Regions from separate parts of the Callithrix jacchus genome. Here region 2 is linked to region 1. The links are chromatin contacts, called in public Hi-C maps. All regions are on one chromosome and are shown on one strand. The core of a region is the stretch at or near the end of the contact, and the rest is flanking DNA. Distances in the headings are between cores, read along the strand shown. Region 1 overlaps NTM (neurotrimin). Region 2 overlaps NTM (neurotrimin).

Region 1 (5,395 bases), core at 666-3,165:
GGAAGGGGCTTTCTGCAGGTAGGCCAGCTTTACTCAGCAGAAATAAGAAGAGAGGTTAGAGCAGGAACTTGCAGGGTAGATCTGGGGGGGAAAGGTTGAGTGTTACAGTTTCCTTCTGATTGTTCCTGGCTCTGCAGTGATGTAAGAGGTGAGGTTCTTCAGGCCAGGCTGGTGATTCATGCCTGTAATCCCATCACTTTGAGAGGCCCGGGCGGCTGAACCACAATGTCAAGAGATCAAGACCATCCTGGCCAACATGGTGAAACCCTGTCTCTACTAAAAATAAAAAAATTAGCTGGATGTGGTGGCACATGCCTGTAATCCCAGCTACTTGGGAGCTGAGGCAGGAGAATCACTTGAAACCAGGAGGCAGAGGTTGCAGTGAGCTGAGATCGCGCCACTGAACTCCAGCCTGGCGACAGGGTGAGACTCTTTTGTCGAAGAAGGAGAAAAAGAAAAGAAGGAGGAGGAGGAGGCGGTGGCGGTGGTGGTGGAGGAGGAGGAGGAGGAGGAGGAGGAGGAGGAGGAGGAGGAGGAGGAGGAGGAAGAGGAGGAGGAGGAGCAGCAAAGTCAGGTTCTCATGGAGGGAGGGTTAGAAAGAGAAGAGGGCAGAGGGCCTCCTCTGGAGGAAAGAAGAGCACATGTACCAGGAAAATGGACTGGGATCATTGGGTGATATCAAGCCCACTTGATACTTGAGGTTATACCTTTTTGTTTTGGAGACAAGGTCTCACTCTGTTTCTGTTGCCCAGGCTGGAGTGCAGCAGCACAGTCACAGCTCACAGCTCACAGAATTTTCCCACCTCAGCCTTCTGAATCCGTTGAGACCACAGGCACATGCCACTATTCCTGGCTACTTTTTTTTTTTTTTTTCATAGAGAGTCTCACTGTGTTGCCCAAGCCAGTCTTAAACTTTTGGACTCAAGTGATTCTCCAGCCTTGGCCTCCCAAAGTGTTAGGACTACAGACGTGAGCCACCATGCCCCACTGAGGTTACACATTTAAACTCAGGCTAGGTGGTATGGCTGTGCATGTTACTCTAATTCATTTGGCTGCTCTATTAAAGGTGAAGTTAACTGGGGTAGGAATTAACTCAAATGCCATCAACAACCCCTGCACTACCTTCGTTAGGACTGTTAGTACTTTAAGGACAGGCAGGTCAGAGCATGAAGGTCAAAGTTATGGCCTTATAAGAGAATAGGATTCCAGAAAAGGTGCTGGTCCAGCTCTCTTTGACCCACACTCCTGAGGGCTGCTCATCCAGGACCACCTGACCGTACCAGCTCCCACCAGGCCCGTGCTTCTAGACACTGTGGCTTGTCCCTCCACATCTCCCTGCAGGCCCCTTTCAAGCTCCACCAGCCACCTCTGTCCTCACCCTTCTGCTCTCTTCTTGCACAGTGCATACCTGAATTCAGCCTATTTTGGTTGCCTGTTCCCACTCTAATTTGAGAATGCAGACCCCTTGGGCTCACGTTCCCAGGAAAAACACAAACACCTCTCCTCTCCTGACATGGGGATACCCTCAAATTTGGTGGCTCTCGGCTGCCCCCACCTGCCATAAATCAGATAGAACTGCAGCTACCCAGCTCAGCCCTGGTAAATCCCTGGGGCTTGGCAGGAATGGCTTTCCCGGATCGAGTTTCTTGGCAGAGAATTGGAAGGGATTTAAAATAACAGCATACCACACCACCCGTTTCCAGCTCCAAATAGAATTTGGAGTCCATTTCACACAGCACTGGGGTTCTCTCAACCCCAGATGGTGTTACCAAAATTGTGTGTGCCGCTGCTCTGTCTCTGGGCTAGTCTACCTCGACCTGCATTGATGGTCTTTCCAAATGCTTCCTGGTCTGCAGGCTCCATGGCCATCTGGGTGTCAGCGTGCCCCCGCGTGTCTGTCAGCTGCCAGACTCCCTGGATCTCTGTCTATTGATTGATCTGTAAATTTCCTGCATGTGCATCCATCAGCCGCCCACCCTGTCCGCTCCTCCTGCATGTACATATGCCTGCCTGCACCTCACTCCAGCCTGGTGGAAGCTTTCTCTCCTCTTTTGGCACTTGGCTGTCATGCCTCCGAATCCACAATCTGTTGATTCTTTCTGAAATCAACCCACCCTCTCCTCCGCACTATCTGACCTGGCTGGACAACAGGCAGAGGCTGCCGACATGAGCATTGGGTGCTCCTCTATACCGCAATGGGGTATCCTGCAGTGGAAAGAGTGATGGTCCCAGAGTCATGAAACCTACCTTCTACCTGACAGTCAGGAAGTCATGAATCTCTCTGAGTCATTCTCCACATCTAAGAAATAGGGGTACTATCACCTGTCTCCCAGGAGTGGTTTGAGGTTTTGATGATAAGATGTCTGTGTGAAGCTCAGCTCACAGCACAAAGTAGGGATTTAAAAATGTTCTTTAATCTATACCTTATAATAATTATCAAACATGTAATGCTAACAACTATCTTTTATTGAATAATTATTCTCACTGTGTTAAGGATTTTACATATTTCATTGGGTTTAATTTTTACAAGTCTTAATGACTTTGATCATCAGAGTATGGGCCCCCAAACAGCAGCATCAGCATTACCTGGGAATAGTTACAAACGCTGAATCTCAGTCTCCGTCCCTAAGCCTTTTCCGTCAGAATTGAGATTTTAACAAGATTCCCAAGATGCTGACATTGACATCCTGCTATTATTTACCCCCTTTGACAGATGAGGAAACTGAGGTCTAAACTGGGAGCATAATTTGTACTGAATCACACAGCTGGCAGCTGGCAAATTTAGGTTCTATAACTGGCTTCCCACACATCAGTCCTTCACCACCATGGTAGAGTGTGCTAATCAGTGTTCACACACACACGTGCTCACACCTATAGAAAGGACAAGGTGGCCACTCAGCAGGTTCAGAGCCTATGATAAGAAATGCCCAGGGTGCAGAAGACCAAACTCAGTTGAGAACTACCTTCCCTTCCTAGAGGGAAGTATAGCAGTAGGAACACCAGAATGCAGGCTTCTATTTAACTAGTTGTGAGGTCTCATGCAAGTTACTTCACCTCTTTGGGCCTCTATTTCTTAGATTTACAAAGTGAGATGATTCACCCAGATGTTGTAAAAACATACCTCTGTTATTGCCTTTTTTCTGGTTGGTGATTCTGTTTTGACAGTCATACCTGTGAGAAGCCTGTCAGTGTTTCTGTCTGATGTCAGTTATCACTCCCGAAATGGAGTTAGGATGAAGGGGAGAGAGAAGAGGATATTAAGAGGTTGTAAGGGAATGGTTGAATTAAAGCTGGCTTCCCTTACAATGACTCATTCTCAAGCATAGACAAATCAGGGAGGTCTGTGTCAATTACTCCTTGTGATTATTTCCAAGCCTATTTGTGGAACTCCAGGTCCTTTTCATACATCATTCTGAGGGCTTTTCTCAGGGGGTTTATGGACCAAGGACATCTGGTGCCTGTGGCTTTATGTCTGTTGGTGTGATCAGCCAAACTGGGGAAGGGCCTATAACACTCCAAATGCTGGTGCCTGAATATCTTTAATTCCTTCTGAAGGGTCGGGGTTATTTCTCCATCGGGAGTGCTAATGGGATTCTAATACCCTGGCAAATGGGATTTTTTACAACTGCCATTCTGCAGTTACTGAGATGGCGTGTCGCTGGGACAGCCCTATAAATCCTGCCAACTCACTCTGAGGAGGAGGAGGAGGTGGCCACAGGGAGAAGGTTGGCTGCCTCCAGTGCTGGCAGCCTGGGGGGGGCCCTCTGAGGGTTGCCCAGGTTCTAGTTCTTAGGATGAGTTACTATCTCTGCCAGGGAGTGTCGCTAAATCATGAAAATGGGGCAGGGCACAGGCCCAGGGCCTCAGAGAAACCACAGAAGTTTGATGGGAAGGAGGCAGCAGGCCCCTGGGAAAAGTGCTCTTCATTGATTCTGCTTTTGCAGTTTGGATTTCTAAGGCCTCTGTTTCTGAGGGCTCTTGGACACAAGACCTAAGGATATCTGCCAAAAGCAGGTACTGATGTCCTTTTAAGCCCAGGGGAACAGAGCCCAGAGAAAAACTCACAGTAGATATTAAGGAAAAGGAAAATGCAGTAAAGCCCATCTTGTTGCTGGAGTTAAAATAGATGCCCTAGGGTAAAATAATTGTTCACAAAGACAGATATTTACATAGACATGTCATGTTCAGATGAATGACTCTCTAAGCCTGGGTTCGTTGTGAAGCTAGGTTCCTTACATCCATATGCTGTTTATAGACAACCTCTCATTTTGATCACTAGAATAAGTCAGAAAGATCAAAGGGGCAGATTATATTCGTTCCATTTCAGAGATGAAAAATAACACTGGAGGCCTTATATAACTTGTTGCAGGGAACATCAGTTGAAATTTGCTCAGTTAATACTCAAACGCAAGATTTTGTCATTTTCAAACCCAATCTGTCCCCTCGCCTCTACACCATGTTGCCTCTTCCAGGAGGATGCTCCTTTCCTCCTCAAGGTCACACTGCCTCAGATGGAAAGCTTCCCTGATGACTGATCTGAAGTTGGGGCTTTGGGGTTGCTTATGGGTTGGTGGTTTCCCCAAAGACCACCTGGTTTTGGTATCATCATGCATGGGCTCATGCCCAAGAACTCCGCCTTGGCCTCCCTTTACTCTGCTGGTGTTGTATGTCTATAAGTTCTTCTGGTTCTGCAGTTCTTCTCCTAACTTAGGCTGCCTTTTTCTCCCAGATATAAGAAAATTCTTCCCTGGCCTTACATTGTACTAAGACAATGAGGATAGCCTATCATCACCAGAATGTAAGCTTCTTGAAGGCAACTGTTAAGCAATTGCTGAGTGAATAATGCTTGCCTAACTAGACCCTGTAAGAATAGGAAGACATATAAGACCCAGTTCTAGTTTTCAAGAAACTTACACATTTCCTGGGAGACAGTTTATCTCCATACGTTAAACGTCTAAGTGATTTCTTACTGTTTTCTAGCTCTTTACCATGCACGACAGTTTCACAGCAGTGTCTTAGTCCAGCCTTACATTAATCATGAGAGAAGGTTGGGATTCTACTTCTTTCTTTAGAGATAAGAAAATAGGGCTCAAAGAGGTAAAGGAGACCTATGTAGCTAGAAAGCTGTTTAACTAAAGGTCCATCTTTCTCAGCCCATTGTTTCAAGTAGCGTAGACTGGTAGAATAAGATGATGCCAATTTTTGTGATATAGAGACACATACCTCAGGGCATCAAAACAGAAAGAAAATTACTGAGCAGAAGAATTAGAAAAGGCTTTCTGAAGGAAGTGATTTTTGGAGGGCTGTGGGATACCGTGTTTCCCACGTCTCTAGCGTTTCTTCTTGTGGCTCAGTAGCTGAGCTCCCAGGGGTGCCTGTGGAGGAAAGGTCATGG
Region 2 (5,123 bases), core at 1,996-4,495, 160 kb after region 1:
CCTCACCTTAGAACCATGGAGGAGCATTTTAAACCCATGAACTCCCTCCCCGCATGCCTCAGATTCCAACTCAAACAGTCTGGGTGGGCCTGGGCATCCTCAGGTGCCTCCTCTGTGCTGCCAGAATTGGGACCCACTGCCTGGAGACGCCCCTCTTCCCACTGCGAGGTTTTGATTAGTTGAACTCCAAGGACACCTTTCTTCCAGGTTCCTAATAGTCACAGTTGCTACACACTGTGCAATCCACTTCTAGTGCCTTGTGCCACTTGAGCCTCATAATGATGAGAGATAGCTTTTGTCATGCCTGTTTTGTGGTTGAGAAGCTGCAGCCGGGTGAGGTTAAGTATCTTGAACAAGGCCTTGCAACTCGCATGAGAAAAGGCAGGATTTGAACACATGCCAATGGAACGCAAGCCTGGGCTGTTCATTTCTTTATTGTAACACCTTACGTTCTCATGGCAGAGGACTTTGGAAGCACTTTGTGTCGTGCATGTATGTGGGCGTGTATATCTACCTCTCTACCTGTGTGTTTGTGTGTATCTACCTCTCTGTATATCTATAAATATCTTCTATCGCATTTGCTATCGGCAATTTCTGGATATTCCTAAGGAAGGATTCCCAGGTAGTACTACTAATTATGAGTGGAGATTAAAAAAAAAAACAAAAAAAAACCTTGATTATTTGTTACAAGTCCCTAAGTGCTTGGGCTGTGTCCCTTCACCTGCTTGTAGCTTTGAGTGGAGAAAGGACAGCACCCGTGTAGCCACAACAAGCTCTCCTGGCCCTTTCCTTGTTGGACAGGAGCAAGAGGGGAGGTATAATGAGTCTGAAGCAGAGACTTAGGATGACTCATATCTCCCCCCTTCTAATCCCCAATTTCGGACAAACATGGGGCCCAGAAGTGAGTGAGGGAATTAAATTAAGGAACACAATTTCTCCCTGTCATTGAACTCTGACTAATGAGTCTATTTCTGGGTAATAAGAAGGAGCAGGAAGTGACAAGGCAGTGTAATGAATTAGTGGCCCAGAACCTCGTTAGTCAGAATAATCTTTCCGCGAAAGATAAATGATGCAAACATTAATTATAAAGCCAGGGTGGAAATGCATCCCATTATTTGGCTTCCTAAGAAACCTATCCCAGTTATTACGAGGCATCTCAAACAACAACAATAATAATAATAAGGTAAGGCTCAGTGAGAACTTTCGCCCCTGGGGAGACTTGCTCCACTGGTGGTGGTCAGTAGGGGGAGCACAGAGGACCAGCTGTGCTTTCAAAAGGGGCTGGAACTCAGGGAAGCGGACATGCCCCTCTGGGTTTTGTACCAGAAGAGATGTGGTAGTGTCTCCGCCCCAGCTTCTCTGCATCCTGTAGGGTTGGTCACTCAGGGCAGTCCACTCTAGTCATCAAGATCCAGGTGAGGTGAAGAGTTTAACTAGAACATTCCCCCCTTTCAAAGAGAGAGAGACGAGGGAGGTGGGGAAGAACAAGGCTGGGGGTTTTCCAGGAATTCTGGCATCTTTAAAGGAGTCAGAGATCAAAGCCATGGAGGAAATCGAGGTTAAGAGGTCGGGCTCTGGAATCAGCCACGCTGAAACCCTGGCTCGGCATGTTTTGAAAAGCCCCATAGTCCATTTCTTCCTCTGAGAATTGGTGGATAGCAGAGGCATCTGGTTAAGGAGGTGTTTTATGAGCATCAAGTGAGGTGTGTGTGTAAGATACTTGGCATCCATTAAATGTTCCATGGATGCCATTGCTAATGTGTTTTTAATGCAGAGTAAAGGTTGTAGAGCTGGAAGCCATGTTGGAGACATTGAAGGAGGCTCCCTTATTGCACAGGTGAGGGGGGAGAGCAACGTCACTCAGCAGTTCAGCCGTGGGGGCACTGAGGCTCTGGCTCCCGGCTCAGGTGAGGGTCTGTCATCTTAGGCTGTTTTCGTAGCCTGGATTGTTGGTCACAGCACAGAAGGGGGGTGGTGAGGGAAAGGGAGGAAGCTAAATCAGTCTCAAGAAATGCGGTTGCTGAGACCATTCCTCAGGAGAACAAATAAACCAGAATTAAAAACTATAAAAAAGCCTCCTGCAGTGCCATGGTAATGAACTTGTCCGTGACTGCACGGCGTAGAGGGTCCCAGCTTCTGAAGACTTGAGCTATCTGTTGCCTGCAAAGGGGTTGGGGAAATCATTTGCTGAAGGGAGAGAAGTTTGAAGCAAAGATACTGATGCAATCTGGAGTCTCCTTCCAGGTGGCATCAGATTGAAGCGGAGGCTGGGAGCTGCTTTTGTTTTGAAGGCTTTGTTGGTGTCTGACTGGCAACTCTTGGTAATGAGAGAAGAAAAAACAATTAATTGGAAATGAATTTTAATTGTCTCTGACTTCTCATTTGTAGGCTATTAAAATGAGTTCCCTATTAAAATATCACATCGGCTGCCTCACTGCAAGATAAGAGAAAGCACCCCAAAAGCTCTTCTCCCACCACGTCCAGTACTCACTCCACACTCATTTCTTTTGGCAAAAAGTAGTTCTTAGATTTTAAGCAAAATGAACCAAAAAGGAAAAAACAGAAAAAAAAATGCCCTCAAATCTTTTCTTTTTTTTCTTTTTTTCTTATACATTTATTTATTTTGCTAAGGAATGCACGCCTGTGTTCATTTATTATTCTGTGGCTGTCTGCTTCATTCCCATTTCCGAGTGCCGTGGCAAAACGGCTTGGAGAGCAGGGCTTCGTCGGGGCTGGGCCTTCTCTGCCAGCTGCTCAGTCTCTACCTGGAATGGAGGCTCTAGTGGGGCTGGGGTGAGGCCAAGGAAACAGACACGAGGCACTGGGGCAGGAGACAGGCTTGAGCATTGAGGTCTAGGACCACTGTGTCCCCTTCTGCTCCCTACCTCACCTGCTCCTTTACCCCACTGGATCAGGGAGGTTTGTTTCTCAGACACAGGTGCTGTCCGGGAGTTACAGCCCTTCTTGGAGATCTCAGATCTAGGCTAAAACCACCTCTGACACTGCCCAGCGAGGTGTCTGTGTGATGAGAGCCATCCCCTGCCCATCTGGTCCCTCACTGAGCAATCCTAGTGTTCATTCAGTAGATGCTACAGGCCTGGGGCCCAGGAGGCTCCCAGGAAATTCAGCCTCCAGCCCTTTCTGAAAGCAGACATCCTTCCCTCTGCTTCACTGTCTGCCGATGCTCTCCCTCTTCCTCCTGCTCTGTCCTTCCTCACTCCATCTTCCGTTCACTTTTTCCCGCCCCCATCATCTTTCTTCTGACCGTTCCTCCCAGCCCTGATTCTCTCCTAGCAAAAGCGCCAGGAACTCCTCCCTAATAGGCTCTGCTCAAGAACTTACTAGGAGGTTTTTGGCTCTTGCCTTTCTAGGTAAGGTCTGCACTCAGCAACTTTATGGATGCCAGGAAGGAGCCATTTCTATCTCCCCCGGGCAGAAGCATAATCAGCCCGGAAGGCCAGTTCCACCCCTTGACTCCCTGGGGCACTATCTGGTTTCTGTACTCACCCTCCCCGCCCAACCCCATCACTGTGCAATTTATTTATGGAAGGCCAGGGACACCTGTCTCCTTCCTTCTAAATCACCTGCATGTTCAGGGGATCAGCCACAGCTCCTGCTTGCACCGGCCTTAACAGCTCTGGGCTTGCAGAGAATGCGGTTGAAGCAATGTTAGCTCTGGGCTGGCAGGGCCTGCCGGTGGCTGCCCTCACCCTCCTCTGGAGCCCACACTGAGCTGGGCATATATGTGACTTGGCAGAGGTGGCAAATGGCTCGGAGCCCCGTGAAAACCGCCAAGAGTCAGCGTTATAAGAAGCTGAGGCCTTGGGCAAATTCACAGGCCACTGGAGAGTGACAAAGTGCCCATCAATGGTGGTTGATCAAAGAGGTGGTATCAAAAGTGGCAAAGAGAAGTGTGTCCCAGGAGCTTGCCTCAGAATAAGGACCTGGGGAGCTTGCCTCGGAGTAAGGACCTGGCCACCTGGTGGGGGCAATGATATTTGTTGGTTTGAGAGCTAAGATCCCTTTGAAGGTCGAGTCAAGGTTTGGGGGCTCCAAATCTTGGACAGCAGCAGGTGCTTGGCTCACGGACAAAGAGGCCCCCATCCCAGCTCCACCTGAGAGCCCTGGGCTGGCTGTTGGCTGCCCTCACCTGCACTGCCGCTTGGCAGCAGATGGCCAGGGGCCCGCAGCGTGCCCTCACTGTGTTCCTCTCCGCGTGCCCGTTCCTTTCTCTTTCTCTTTCTACACAAATTCCCTGTTTCTGGAGTGGACTCTGCTTTCCACACCATGAGTCCGGGAGGACCGCCCTTCTTGGCAGACGTGGGAGGAACAAGTCTGAGTGGTGCTGTCCCTCCCTCCCCGCCGGGAGCAGAGCAGCAAGGAGACCCTTGAATGTACCCGCTCTGGGGAGGCCTCAAAACAGAGCACAGGCCCAACTGCATCAGGGTCCAGGCAGCAATGTCAGCAAGCCAGGCCTCCGCAGTCAGGGAAAGGCAGAGGCAGGCGACTTGAGCAAAGAAGCCTCCTCTGAGAGGAGACAGGTGTCCATCCGCACTGCACGTGGATGGAGGAGCTGCGCCTGCTTCGTGAAGCAGGCGCAGGTGTGCTTGAATGGCTGGAATGAGTGCCGTGTGGCTCTGCTGCTCTGAGGAAACCGCGTCACACACCCCGGACAGCTGGAGTGCCTCCCCGGTTCAGTCTCCCTGGGATTCCAGCACATTCTCTTCTGCCCAGACTCTTCCTGTTCACTCATCAGACCACACTCAAACCCAGCTTGTCTTTGTTCACGGCTCTCTAGGCTGGCGTTAACTGGATGACAGGATACTTATTCGTATATACTTTTTTCCACTAGACTACTGGTAGTGGGAAAGGGACATCATTGTACTTTGGTATTTAGCACTCCTGGTACACAGTAGGGCCTCAGTGGAAGCTTATGGAATTCAAATATCTATGGACCAGCCTTAGCTGCTTCTTTCTGGCCTTCAAAATAAAGCCTTTGTGATAACTGCTCCCTTAAGACAGAGAAGACCACAGTGTCTGGGTGGGTGAGGGGAGGGGAGTATCCATGTCCCTTGTCTATTTTAGGCTTTAGCCTAAAAATAGATGGGGAAGGATGAGAGGGC

The links. A called contact is a pair of places that touch in the nucleus more often than the background predicts.
Region 2: a contact with region 1 is called in a Hi-C map of skeletal muscle, with 3 times the contacts expected there. The contact joins two enhancer-like sites. A contact is called at or near these places in 2 of 3 Hi-C or Micro-C datasets (both in skeletal muscle).

The regions. Positions count from the first base shown.
Region 1 is chr10:31,297,201-31,302,595 of calJac240_pri, forward strand. The region is part of intron 2 of NTM (neurotrimin); the gene reads left to right. Among named protein-coding and RNA genes, the nearest start is that of NTM, 130 kb to the left of the region's middle. Within about 2 kb of position 1,916, at least 4 of the 16 cell types and tissues checked have an H3K27ac peak or open chromatin away from gene starts, as enhancers often do. A contact at or near this core is called in skeletal muscle, where this site is marked.
Region 2 is chr10:31,460,151-31,465,273 of calJac240_pri, forward strand. All of the region lies in intron 2 of NTM (neurotrimin), which reads left to right. Among named protein-coding and RNA genes, the nearest start is that of NTM, 290 kb to the left of the region's middle. Within about 2 kb of position 3,246, at least 4 of the 16 cell types and tissues checked have an H3K27ac peak or open chromatin away from gene starts, as enhancers often do. A contact at or near this core is called in skeletal muscle, where this site is marked.